Linked DNA regions of Hordeum vulgare: region 2 is linked to region 1. The links are chromatin contacts, called in public Hi-C maps. All regions are on one chromosome and are shown on one strand. Each heading gives the region's core, a stretch centred on a gene start, on an enhancer-like site or on the middle of the called end of the contact. The rest is flanking DNA. Distances are from core to core; before and after follow the strand shown. Region 1 has its middle 77 kb from the start of LOC123395831. Region 2 has its middle 140 kb from the start of TRNAK-CUU.

What was found. Hi-C and Micro-C count contacts between places; a contact is called where the count stands out from the background.
Region 2: a Hi-C map of leaf shows a contact between it and region 1, with 8 times the contacts expected there. The contact joins two enhancer-like sites. A contact is called at or near these places in 2 of 6 Hi-C or Micro-C datasets (leaf and seedling).

The regions. Positions count from the first base shown.
Region 1 is chr5H:414,010,727-414,018,241 of MorexV3_pseudomolecules_assembly, reverse strand. No RefSeq gene overlaps it. Among protein-coding and RNA genes, the nearest start is that of LOC123395831, 77 kb to the left of the region's middle. Within about 2 kb of position 2,246, at least 2 of the 3 cell types and tissues checked have open chromatin away from gene starts, as enhancers often do. A contact at or near this core is called in leaf, where this site is marked.
Region 2 is chr5H:414,233,299-414,240,006 of MorexV3_pseudomolecules_assembly, reverse strand. No RefSeq gene overlaps it. Among protein-coding and RNA genes, the nearest start is that of TRNAK-CUU, 140 kb to the right of the region's middle. Within about 2 kb of position 4,211, at least 2 of the 3 cell types and tissues checked have open chromatin away from gene starts, as enhancers often do. A contact at or near this core is called in leaf, where this site is marked.

The DNA of each region.
Region 1 (7,515 bases), core at 997-3,496:
TTTGTTTCTTCATGGGTTTTCGATGGTTACTTCTTTGTTCAGTAAATGTCTTCTATTTTTAAAACACCATGTGCATTTTTAGTGTGCAAGAAAAACAGTATTGATCACTCAAAAAATAGTGCGACCTTAATAACACTTTATAGCATGTAGAAAATTGTCTTCCTAAATTAATCATTATCAATGTCTCGCTAATAGCACGTTATAGCGCTCTATAGCATGCTAATAGCATAGTTTCAGGTGCCCCATTATTTTGTATAGCATGCTGTGTTTTCCTTGGTGTTGATACATGTTGAACATTTTAGATACACAATAGACATTTTTTACAACACCTGTTTTAAACTCTTTTTAAATATGGTTAACATTATTTTAATGGTAATAAACATTTATTCACATGCGAAGTACATTTTCTGTATGCATGTTTAACATTATTTTTCAAATATGTGAAACATTTTCTTATCCATCTCAAACTTTTTTTGTACAGATTGAATATTTTTAAGTACCTGATTAATGATTTTATCAAATATTTTTTATCTAGTTTTTCTGTATAGATTGTATATTTTTGTATGCATAAGGAACATTTTTTACATATGTTTAGCATTTAAAAAACATTACATGATTAACACTTCTATGACATATATGCTTTTATGCCTATTTTCCATACACACTGTACTTTTTTGTACACATTTGAAAAATTATTTTTATACACGGGTAACATCTTGGAATACATTATAACATTTCACCGAAAATATACATTATATATCCAAGGTGATGAATAACGTGACCCTATATAAACTTCTACTTTTTACGCACGTTCTACATTCGTTCTATACATCAGGATAGATTTTTATACATGTTTAACTTTTTCAAAATCCATGATTTACAGTTTTTGTAAATGTACGTTTGTTGTCTAATTTTTGTACACTTTTTATATTTTTTATTTAAATCTACGTATACATCAGGAATATTTTTATATACACATGTAATAGTTTTTAACTGCATGGTTAACATTTAAAATAAATTTATGGAGTGTTTTTTAATATTGATATCAAAAATATTTGGAAATATACAAACAACAGCATTATAAATATCGAAAGAGAATGAGAAAATGAGAGCTTTGCCGGCTTTGATGCTGGGCCCGCCCACTGTTGCGCTCATTTCAAGCGTGGCCGCTTCTATTTTTGCTATAGTCGAAACATGGGCATGCCATGGTATCTCTTCTGTCAAGCAGACGAAATAACTAATTAAGAAATACTCTTTGCAAAGCTTATTCCCGTCTTTCCATATTAAGACAACTGGCGTACTGCATGTGCATTACTTGTCACAACATGAAAGCTTTCCCTTTTATCATAGTTTCGTTTAGTTAAAACAGTTTACCTTTTAAACTGTACGTCTAATTCCCGAAACATTTTCACCGTTGGTTCTTTGCAGTGTGATCTTTGAAACTACATCCCATGTTGATAGGTTTCAACAATCTTTTTTTCACAAAAAGACCAAAAACTCCGAACTGAAAGCACGTTTTATTTTCACTTTTTTTTCTTTTCTGAAGAGACATAGTTGTGCCTGAGTTAAATCTATGCCTCCACGGAAAGCAAATCTGACCTATCATGAAAAATAAGTAAAATACATTTTTCCTTTTTTGAGACAACCGAATTTGAGCCTTCATAAGAAGTAAATATGTACCTTTCGTGATTTTTTTTCTGAGAGGCATAGTCGTATCTCTCACGAAAGCAAATCTGCGACTCCACGAGAAGTAAGCATGTGTCTCTCGCATGAAAAGTTATGCATTATTTTATGCCTCTTGTAGAAGCAAATTTATGCCTCCACGTACAGTTATTGTGCCTTTCACGGAAGCAAAAAATCATGTTTTTTTAGATGCACAACTCTACTTCTCGCTGAAGCAAAAAAAATGCATTTTTTCATTTTTCAAATGGCACGGCTGTCTCTCTCGCAAAAGCGAATTTATGCATCCACGAAAAATAAATTCTCCCCTCTTGCGAAAAGAAAAGAAACACATTTTTTTCACACAGAAAGTTGATTAGTTTTGTCCAAAGATCTAGAGAAAACCGGGTAAAAGATATAAAACCAAAATAATAATACAAAGAATAGAAAAATAAAATACAAAATTGTAAATATGCGTCCAGAACATGACACGTGGCGGTGACTCAAAGAGCGCCAAGTGCTGTACCCTCAGACTACGAAAAATGACCTTTGCAGGATCCGCAAGGACTACTCCTCGGCTAGCTGCTTCCGGCCTTCCGCGAGCAGAACGCTCGCATCTCTCACACTGTCTGCGTAGATGGGCCTGGCTCAGAAGGTTACTAGAAATGTTCTTCTTTTTTCCTTTTATTTTCTTGCTTTATTACGTTTTTTATATTGTTTTCTTTGTGTACTTTTGTTCATATTTAAAATTTATTCTAAATATAAATTATAAGGACTTGTTTACAAATCTTTTAAATATGTTGAATGTCTGTCGAAAGAATGTTTGAAAAATATAAATTTGTTCAAGCAATTTTCGAAAATGTTTGTTTTATTTAAGAAATATTCACACATTTAAAAATGTTTACACGACATTATCTACAAATGCTCATGAAAATGTAAAACCTGGTTGGCACCATTTTCCAAAACATTTACCATTTAAAAATTTGTTCATGACATTAATAAATGTGATAACATTGGAAACAATGTTCATGAAATGCAAATTTTCTTCACAAAATTTAGAAAATATGTTCATAACATGTATAAATTCATTTGTGCTATTTATAGAAAATCTTCAAAAAAAATGCCTGAGAATTATTTTGCACCTTTTACAAGAATATTTATCAAATTAAAATCAAATTCAACGTGTGTTTGAAAAGTTCACTATGTATTGAAAAGAATGTCCAATGTACCGTTTAGAAATGTTGAACATGTATTCGGATAATGTGTATTATGTATTTATATTTAATTTATTTGCAATTTATATACCAACCACTATGAGATTTGATCCTTGCAATTAACGAGTATATGGGGATTGACAATCTTTTTGACCGTGTTGGGTGCAAGTATTTGCTCTTGTTTGTGTAGTTACTTTCGACGGTTGATTGTGTGCTTCTTCTATTGATTTGATAAACCTTGATTCTCACTAAAAAATACTTATTCCTTCCATACTACATCATCTTTTCCTCTTCGTGAAAAAACCCAACACATCTACAAAATAGCAACGACGCGTTGCACTCATGTGCGACCTGGCATCAACAAGTCACACGTGATTGTGCTCATGGCGTAGGAGTGGCAAAGGGCGGCTGAGAGGGGGAACACAACGTTTCTTAGTAGCATGATCACACAGCTGAGCACGCATGCTGTCGTATGCTCCTTTGAAGGTATGTCTACTAGCTGAATGCCCGCGCGTTGCCACGAAACAACAAAATAATATGGGTTGTATTTTATCCTACTTCGACCCTTCCTTAACTGTTTTTTTTCTAATATGCATTTTATTCTCATATCCCACCAAACAAACGCCGATCTTCCTTCTCCATTATTTATCTTTATCCACCCCGTTGACATGATAAGCTGGTGCCTATGATGCTTTTCACTACATTTCCATTGATTGATAACACACGTGTATAGGTGTATCTTTCTTCAAGCAATCTGGATTTTGGACTAATAGGATATTAAAATAAGTGGTCCTTGTGTTTTGCATATTGTTTCACTATGCTCACTTGTACTCCTTCGCAATGACCTTTACTCATTGTCATCGTTTTTTTTATCAAAGCACAACACAAAAGCATATTGAGTTGTCAAAGAGAATAAATTACAAAAATAACACCATAATAATGGAGCCTAAATAAAAAAACACCATCATTCCCTTTTTCTTTCAAAATTCACCAGTTATTACCGAAATAGGCTTTCGCCCCGCTATATTGATATAGCAACCATCCGATACAATTGTTGGGGCCTCAACACAAGCATGCCCAAAAAAAGAGAAACCACACAGATAAAATGCCAACAACGTCGGATCAACGAAAAACAAAGATGACTCGCAATCGCTGCGCCCACCGGAGAATTCCACCACGCTCCTAGCACTCTGAAATGTCGCCTACCAAGTAACACCTTCAAGAAGGAACGTGTCGACTATGCCGCTGCTACCCGGACAAGTCCTAGGGTTTCCCCCGGTACGTGAGGGGCGTGGGGGAAGGGGCAAATTTGACGCCCTTCAGGAAGGTATGGCGACGCCGACATGCGTCACCGCGTCGGTGCAGACAAGCCGACAAGGATTCCTCCGAACCATCAACTAAGCACGACCCCGAACGATCCTTCGCGATCCACTTTACTTGTCGTCCCCCAATATGCGCCACCACAGTCTCGCAGTCACCATCGCCGTCTCACAGTGGCAAGCGAAGCAAGACGGGCGAGATCAAGAGGGAGCAGCCGGGGACGGGGAGCGATAGGGTTACAAGCCATGCGAGAGGGGACAACCTCCACCATCCTCGACGGTAACCGACCGGACGCAGCTCAGGAGCAAACCAGGCACCACGCACCCCTGCCCGACCGAGCCCGAAATGGGCTCGTGAAGCTCCCGGCGTCGCGGTGCAGTGCGTGTGTTGCCGTATCCGTCAACCCTAGCACGAGCTACACCTCCGTCCGCCGGAGATGACATCGGAAAGCCCATGCCAGGCCTCCCCACACCCAGATGGGCCCAAACGTGCCCAAATCTGGGTCGTAAGGGCGCCACCGCCAGCCATCGTGTCGCCCAACAGCTAAGCAGCCGTGCCACCACCATCTCGCCACCCGGAGTTGTGCCGCCCACAAAGCCGTTGGATCCGTCGCCGGCTTGTGTGCACCGCCGCCAGTTGCCACCACCTGAGTTGTCGCGACGCGCGGGAGGAAAAAGCAGGGACATCGCCGCTGGCATCACGCGAGCAACGCCCGTGGAGCTGGCCTTCGCGGAGGCTTCCGCGGTGCTGATCGTCGGCTATGCCTGCCCCGCAGGCTGCACTGCCGATCCCATCGACGATCTTGCCACTGACATTGGCAGCCTCTGCGTCCTCTCCGGTGAGCGGCACCTTGACGACAAGCCTGGTCGCCTCGCCATCACAGACGACCTAGACGCTCTTTGCACGCTCTTCAGCAGCTGTGCCTTGAAGACGCTGATGACCCACAAGTATAGGGGATCAATCGTAGTCCTTTCGATAAGTAACAGTGTCGAACCCAACGAGGAGCAGAAGGCTCTGATAAATGGTTTTCAGCAAGGTAATAACTGCAAGCACTGAAAGTAGCGGTAACAAGTGATGGTGTAGTGAGGTGAAACGTAGCAGGTGAAAAGTAACAAGTAGTAGCAATGGTGCAGCAAAGTGGCCCAATCCCTTTTGTAGCAAGGGACAAGCCTGAACAAAGTCTTATAGGAGGAAAAACGCTCCCGAGGACACACGGGAATTTCTGTCATGCTAGTTTCATCATGTTCATATGATTCGCGTTCGTTACTTTGATAGTTTGATATGTGGGTGGACCGGCGCTTGGGTACTACCCTTACTTGGACAAGCATCCCACTTATGATTAACCCCTCTCGCAAGCATCCGCAACTACGAAAGAAGAATTAAGATAATGTCTAACCATAGCATTAAATTAGTGGATCAAAATCAGCCCCTTACGAAGCAACGCATAGACTGGGGTTTAAGCTTCTGTCACTCTAGCAACCCATCATCTACTTACTACTCCCCAATGCCTTCCTCTAGGCCCAAATACGGTGAAGTGTTATGTAGTCGACATTCACATAACACCACTAGAGGAAAAACAACATACGTCATATCAAAATACCGAACGAATACCAAATTCACATGACTATTATTAGCATGACTTATCCCATGTCCTCAGGAACAAAAGTAACTACTCACAAAGCATAATCATAATCATGATCAGAGGTGTAATGAGTAGCATCAAGGATCTGAACATAAACTCTTCCACCAAGTAATCCAACTAGCATCAACTACAAAGAGTAATCAACACTACTAGCATGCTTACAAGTACCAATCGGAGTTGCGAGACAGAGATTGGTTACAAGAGATGAACTAGGGTTTGGAGAGGAGATGGTGCTGATGAAGATGTTGATGGAGATGACTCCCCTCCGACGAGAGGAGTGTTGGTGATGACGATGGCGACGATTTCCCCCTCCGGGAGGGAAGTTTCCCCGGCAGGATCGTCCTGCCGGAGCTCTAGATTGGTTGTGCTCAAGTTCCGCCTCGTGGCGGCGGAGAATCCACGAAAAATCTCCACCCTGATTTTTTTCCGGACGAAACCCTTCATATAGCAAAAGAGGGGGGCCAGTGGGCCACCAGGGTGCCCACAAGCCCTGTTGCCGCGGCCAGGGGGGTAGGCCGCGGCCACCAAGCTTGTGGACCCCTGGCAGCTCCCCTGTGGCACTTCTTTCGCCCAATATTTTTTATATATTCCCAAAAAATTCGACGTTGATTTTCAGGGCATTTGGAGTTGCGCAGAATAGAGGATTCAGACTTGCTCCTTTTCCAGTCTAGAATTCCAGCTGCCGGTATTCTCCATCTTCAAATAAACCTTGCAAAATAAGAGAGAAAAGGCATAAGTATGGTACGACAAAGTATAATAACAGTCCATAAAGCGATAAATATCAACATGAAAGCATGATGCAAAATGGAGGTATCAACCCCCCAAGCTTAGACCTCGCTTGTCCTCAAGCGAAAACCAAGACCCATAACATGTCCACATGTTTAGGGATGAAGGTGTCGATAAAACATAATACAGACATGAGGGCATCATGATCACACATAGAACATCAATACATCATAAAGATTCTTATGGGAAAGTAACAATTCCTTCACAAATCAAAGTATGAAACAAAAACCTTACCGAGAAGTAGCCAACAATAGTCCATAGTCATTGAAGCAATTGCAATTTATCATATCACCAGAAAGAGTCAAATAAGAGCTTGTAAAGCAAATCCACATACTCAATCATCTCTTTTGTTTTCCACAATTGTTACAACTCACGTGGTACTCATGGCATCAAAGTTTCAGTTGGACACAGAGAAAGATAGGGGCTTATAATTTTGCCTCCCAACCGTTTACCTCAAGGGTAAAGTCAACAATAATAAAGCATAAGTACTCATCTCCAAGTTGATATATGAATATAGATCTTTCCCAAGCATATGACGTTCACCAAGATGAAGACGGAATAAGGAATTGGTGAAGATCACCATGACTCTTTCAAGGGCAAAAAGTAAAGGTACAAGATAGGCCCTTCGCAGAGGAAAGCAGAGGTTGTCATGCGCTTTTGAGGTTTGGATGCGTGTCCTCTTAGTGCGGAGGAACGTCACTTTATATTGCCTCCTGTGATAAAGAACTTTATTATGCAGTCTGTCGCTTTTATGTCTTCCCCATCACAGGTTCGTATAAAGCTTATTTTCCACACACTAATAGATCATACATATTAGAGAGCAATTTTTATTGCTTGCACCGATGACAACTTACTTGAAGGATCTTACGCAATCCATAGGCAGGTATGGTGGAC
Region 2 (6,708 bases), core at 2,962-5,461, 220 kb before region 1:
AGGCAAGTGAAAGAAAGGGCGAACGAAAAAGGAAAATATTTTTGTCATTTATTTTTTTCAGAAGTGGGGGAGAGGAGAACGAGAGGAAAAAAAATGTAAGAGATGAGTTTGCGACAGTTACTTGAATAAGATTCACTTAGAATAGTCCCTGGTGCCAGAAATTGACACGTTGGAGGAAGACTATTCTTGACTTGATGCTCCCCGGCAACGGCGTCAGAAATTCTTCTTGCTACCTCTTGAGCTTGCGTTGGTTTTTCCTTTGAAGAGGAAAGGGTGATGCAGCACAGTAGAAGTAAGTATTTCCCTTAGTTTGAGAACCAAGGTATCAATCCAGTAGGAGTATCGAGCCAAGTCTCCACCGTACCTGCGCAAAAACATCAAACTTGCACCCAACGCTATAAAGGGGTTGTCAATCCCTTCACGATTGATTGCAAGGTGAGATCTAAAGGCAGAAAGTGCAACAAAATAAAAGTGTAAGGCTTAAAATATGATGTGAAGTAGACCCGGGGGCCATAGTGTTCACTACAGGCTTCTCTCATGATAGCAAATATTACGGTGGGTGAACGAATTACTGTCGAGCAATTGATAGAACTGCGCAAAGTCATGACGATATCTAAGGCAATGATCATACATATAGGCATCACGTCCGAGACAAGTAGACCGATACTTTCTGCATCTACTACTATTACTCCACACATCGACCGCTATCCAGCATGCATCTTGTGTATTTAGTTCATGACAAACAGAGTAACGCCTTAAGCAAGATGACATGATGTAGAGGGATAAATTCATGCAATAGATATAAACCCCGTCTTTTTACCCTTGATGGCAACAACATGATGCGTGCCTCGCTACCCCGTCTGTTACTGGGTGAGGTCACCGCACGGTATGAACCCAAAACCAAGCACTTCTCTCATTGCAAGAATCATAGATCAAGTTGACCAAACAAAACCCACAACTCGAAGAGAATTTCAAGGATATAAAATCATGCATATAAGAGATCAGAAGAAACTCAAATGAGATTCATAGATAATCTGATCATAAATCCACAATTCATCGAATCTCGACAAACACACCGCAAAAGAAGATTACATCGGATAGATCTCCATGAAGATCATGGAGAACTTTGTATTGAAGATCCAAGAGAGAGAATAAGCCATCTAGGTATTTGCTATGGACCCGAATGTCTATGGTGAACTACTCACGCATCATCGGAGAGGCAATGGTGTTGATGAAGAAGCCCTCCGTGTCCGAATCCCCCCTCTGGCAGGGCACCAGAACGTGCCCCAGATGGGACCTTGCGGAGACAGAAGCTTGCGGCGGCGGAAAAGTATTTTCGTGGCTCTCTCCCATGGTTTTGGTTTTTTCGGAGATTTATAGGCGGAAGAAGTAGGGCAGAGGAGCCACAGGGGTCCCACAAGCCTGCTAGGCGCAGCCCCCCCCCCACCCAGGCCGCGGCTAGGGGGCTTGTGGCCTCCCGTGGTGCCCTCTGCCTTGGTTCTCAAGCTCCCTGCGTATCTTCTGTTCCAGAAATAATCTTTTCGGATTTTATTCCGTTTGGACTCTGTTTAATATTCTCCTCTTAAAAGGGTCAAAAACACGGAAAAAACAGGAACTGGCACTTGGCACTGAGTTCATAAGTTAGTCCCAAAAAAGGATATAAAAGGCATACAAAACATCCAAATTTTGAAAAGATAATAGCATGGAACCATAAAAAATAATATATACGTTGGAGACGTATCAACATCAAGTGTTGATGGTTAGTAAAACCACTAGTTTTGAGAAGGGCAAGGGTAAGAAGGGATACTTCATGAAAGGCAAACCAGTTGCCGCTCTAGTGAAGAAACCGAAGGTTAAACCTAAACCCGAGACTAAGTGCTTCTATTATGAGGGGAATGGTCACTGGAGCGGAACTACCCTGGTTACTTGGTAGATGAGAAGGCTGGCGAAGTCGACAAAAGTATATTGGATATACATGATATTGATGTGTACTTTACTAGTACTCCTAGTAGCACCGGGATTTAGATACCGGTTTGGTTGCTAAGTGTTAATAACTAAAAATAAAAGCTACGGAATAAATGGAGACTAGCTAAAAGTGGTGATGATGTGTATTGGAAGAAATTTCAAGGTTGATGTGATCCAACATCACACGCTCCCTCTACCATCGGGATTAGTGTTGAACCTAAATAAATGTTATTTGGTGTTTGCGTTGAGCATGAACATGATTAGATCGTGTTTATTGCAATATGATTATTCATTTAAAGAGAATAATGGTTATTCTATTTGCTTAAATATATACCTTCAATGGTTTATTGAATCTTGATCGTAGTGATACCCATGTTCATAATATTTGATGCCAAAAGATACAAAGTTGTAATGATAGTACCACTTACTTGTGGCACTGCCGCTTCAGTCATATTGGTTTAAAACGCATGAAGAAGCTCCATACTGATGGATCTTTGGACTCCTCCTTTTTTAATCGTTTGAGACATGCCAACCATGCCTATTGGTGTGACCGCATGAAGAAACTCCATGCAGATGCATCGTTTGGACTCACTTGATTTTGAATCACTTGAGACATGCATATCATGGGCAAGATGACTGAAGGCCTCATTTTCAGTGAGATGGCACAAGAGAGTAACTTGTTGGAAGTAATACATTTTGATGTATACAGTCCAATGAGTGCTGAGGCACATAGTGGATATCATTATGTTCTTACTTCACAGATGATTTGAGTAGATACTGGTATATTTACTTGATGAAACACAAGTCTGAATTATTGAAAGGTTCAAGTAATTTCAGAGTGAAGTTGAAGATCGTCGTGACAAGAGTATAAAATTTCTACGATATGATCGTGGAGATGAATATGTGAGTTGCAAGTTTGGTACACATTTAAGACAACGTGGAAATTGTTTCACAACTAATGCCACCTGGAACACCATGATGTGATGGTGTGTCCGAACGTCATAGCCACGCCATATTGGATATGGTGCATACTATGATGTCTTTTATCGAATTACCACTATCGTTTTTGGGTTATGCATTAGAGACAACCGCATTCACTTTAAATAGGGCACCACATAATTCCGTTGAGATGATACCGTATGAACTATGGTTTGGAGAAACCTAAGCTGTCGTTTCTTAAAAGTTTGGGGCTGTGATGCTTATGAGAAAAAGTTTCAGCATGATAAGCTCGAACCCAAAGTGGATAAATGCATCTTCATAGGACACCCAAAATAGTTGGGTATACCTATTATCTCAGATCCGGAATCAAAGTGTTTGTTTCTAGAAACAGGTCCTTTCTCGAGAAAAAGTTTCTCTCGAAAGAATTGAGTGGGAGGATGGTGGAACTTGATGAAGTTATTGAACCATCACTTCAACCAGTGTTTAGCAGGGCACGAGAAGTTGCTTCTGTGGCGCATGCATCAATTGAAGTGGAAGCTGATAATAGTGATCACAAAGCTTCATGATCAAGTTACTACAAACCTCGTAGGTCAACAAGGTCATGTACTACTCCAGAGTGGTACGGTAACCCTGTCTTGGAGGTCATGTTGTTTTTATGCTAAAATTTTAAAAATGTTCTACTTTACATTTCTTAAGTAAATTATTAACATTTTTACACATAATGAAAATTTCGTAAAATATATATTTTTGTGTTCCACTTTTTAATACACGTTCAACGTTTTTCGTATACATATGAAACATTTTAATAAACACTTAGCATGTTGAAATATATGTTAAATATTTTTTTCTTATACTTGTCTTTATATGTATATTTTTCTTTGAGACACGCAATATTTTTTCTATATTGATTTAAGATTTTTAAAATGCATGATTAACATTTTTCTAACACATTTTTTCTAAATTTTGTTATTTGAGTATATGAAAAAAAACAAATACATCCTAAAACATTTGTTCCAAATGCTATCAACAGTTTTTAAAGGTGCAACAACATTTATTAAAATTTAAGATTTTGAAAAATATATGTACTATTAGTTTTCATTAAAATAAAACAAAAAATGAAATCAAGGAACGGACTAAGGAAAGAATCGATCGAATTCTGAAACATATGCTTATTGCAACTGGGCGGGCCCATAGCCACATCCCTTCAGCGAGCGGATGCTCTATCTCGCTGGCATCCTAACATAGGGACGCCATCAAGTAGCAACACATCGCATACACTCCCCATGGGCAAACCCTATTTGGCGCTGCTGGCGTCAGTTATAGAGCATTTGCTAACAGGCGCCTGCAGCGCACACCCCCTTTCGTGATCTTGGGCCAGTCTAGTTGATTTTATTCTCATTTTTCTAAAAACTGGAAAAAGGGTGGGGAGCGATGGATTCGAACCTGGAACCTAGACCATAAGAAAGCAACGCAGCAACTACTTCGGACTACAAACCCTATGTATTCGGTTTATTCGGTTTACATGGTTCGATTAATATGGTTTTCCGATTTGTAGGGTATTAATAGTTCGCTAAATAATGTAGGAAATTCAAATATAGTTCAGTTTGGGTACATGCCATATTATTTAGGTATGGTTGCGGTATATCCATAAAAACCAAAGTTGTGGTGAATTAAAAATGATGTATAATAGCTTACAAATTTATGACTCAGAACATATCCATTTTTTTTACAAAGAGTACATAGCTATATGTAAGTGTATATTCATGCATGGTTTCAATGGTTATGGACATATTTAGCATTTTTTTGGAAAAGAAATATCTACGCTACAAAAAGATGAATGTGCTTAACAGGAAATTTGGCTCCTATACAAAAAAAGAACTAGTTATATGGTTGTTCGCCTCCAGATATATATATATAATTCTATTTTGGTTTATTCGGTTAACTATTCAGTTTTTGGGTATATACCATCAAAAAACAAAGTCCAAAATGGTATGAAAAGTTCATACCATGCCGAAACCATAAACCATAAAACCCATTAAATTGGTTTGGCTTGGTTTATTGTCGGTATGGTTTTTATTTCGGTTTTAAAATGCACAGAGTCATGGACAGCCCACCATATGTGACAAGTAACTCGTTTTTCTCCTTCTATTCTTTTCCTTTTTCGCGGTTTTGTTGGTTTTTTCTTTTTCTTATCTTTTTTCTCTTTCGTTTTTGTTTCCTTTTTCTATTGCAGATGTGTGGACTTTTCTCAATTTTTGCAAAAAAAAACAATGACTCTTCTTTAAGTTTATGAAAAAAATCGCATTTAAAGACATTTTTTTTCAAATTTGATCAAGTTATTTGAAATCAGTGAACATTTTTACAAAATTGCATGAACTTTTATAAAATCAATAAACTCTTTCTAAAAATTGATAAACATTTTTCAAATTCGTAAACTTTTCTTCAAAATTGAATAGCGTTTTTGAGATTTACCAACTTTCAAGGAATTCAGTGAACTTTTCAGATTTTTGTGATTTTTTTGAAATTTGTAAGCCAATCCGGTTAACTTCGTCAGTCAACCACGAACACCCATGCAAGCCTCGCTAGGAAAACAAAAAACCGTGCAAGCGCAAAGACCAGCAGGCGAGCAAGAACACGAAGCGCTTAATGGGCCACGACCCGGTTAAGACTCCTGTGAGCTCCAGACTCGCTAGTGGATGCTGAAGGCGCTGACTCAGCATGTCCTCTATTTGACAATACTTGTTTTTTCCCACAGTTTTGTAACTTTCCCTCAACCGGCTTTTCTTTGTTTGTTTTTTCCTAGAAATTTCTTTCTTTTATCCTTTTCTATTTTTCTTTTCTTTTCCTATTTTCTCATGATCCCTTTTTCTTTTATTTCTTTATTTTATTTTGATTTTGTTTAAAATAACATTCATTTTTTATTTCCTTTTTTATTTATTTTTACATTTCATTTTTTCAAACATTTTTCTAATTCATCAATATTTTTTCAAACCTTGTACATCATTCGAATACGTTATTTTTCTGAAATAGCTAATACTTTTTTAAATCATGTCCATTGCTCAAATTATTAAAACAAATCATGATTTGTCCTGAATTTTTTAGCATTTTGTTCAAACTCGTGGGCATTTGCTTGAATAGTTGATTTTTCTGAATCAACTAAGTTTTTTTTTAAATTTGGGAATATCTTTTAAATCCATGAACATTTTTTGAATCTGTGATTTTTCTAATCTATAAACTTTTAGTGAATTGTTGCTTTGCAAAAAGGACCTCAAATCAATTGAGCGTCCAACCAAAGGTACAAGGCACATTGAACAAAGAAGAAAGTATAAACAAGCCCATGGAATGGAACGCCTCATAACCCCAATCGTTGGAGCAAGCCGGAGGCGCGCCGCCACCATCTTTGGTTCGCATGTTCCTCGACCTTCTCGATGAAAGGGGAAGTCTTTGGGCAACATCCTAGCAAAAAGATCGTTGTCAGGAGGATGTTTTATCAATTTGAAATCCTCGATCTTGTTCTACGATTGCTCTCTCGTGTACACGTCAGTACACACCCTAACTTCACTGCTCGCAAAGAACGACATGAATCTATGCCACTGGTTCCAACATCACCTCGATGACACTGAGGGGGGGGAGAAGGAACTCCGACACACCAAGTCCAATTGGAATCAACGAGGAATCTCACGCCAAACATGCCACCACAAGGGGAGTAGATGTGAGAGGTAGGTTATTACAACCACCCAAACAACACCAGGACCAAAACTGGAAGCCTCACCAGAGTTTGAGGTTGATTAGGGAAGACTACCC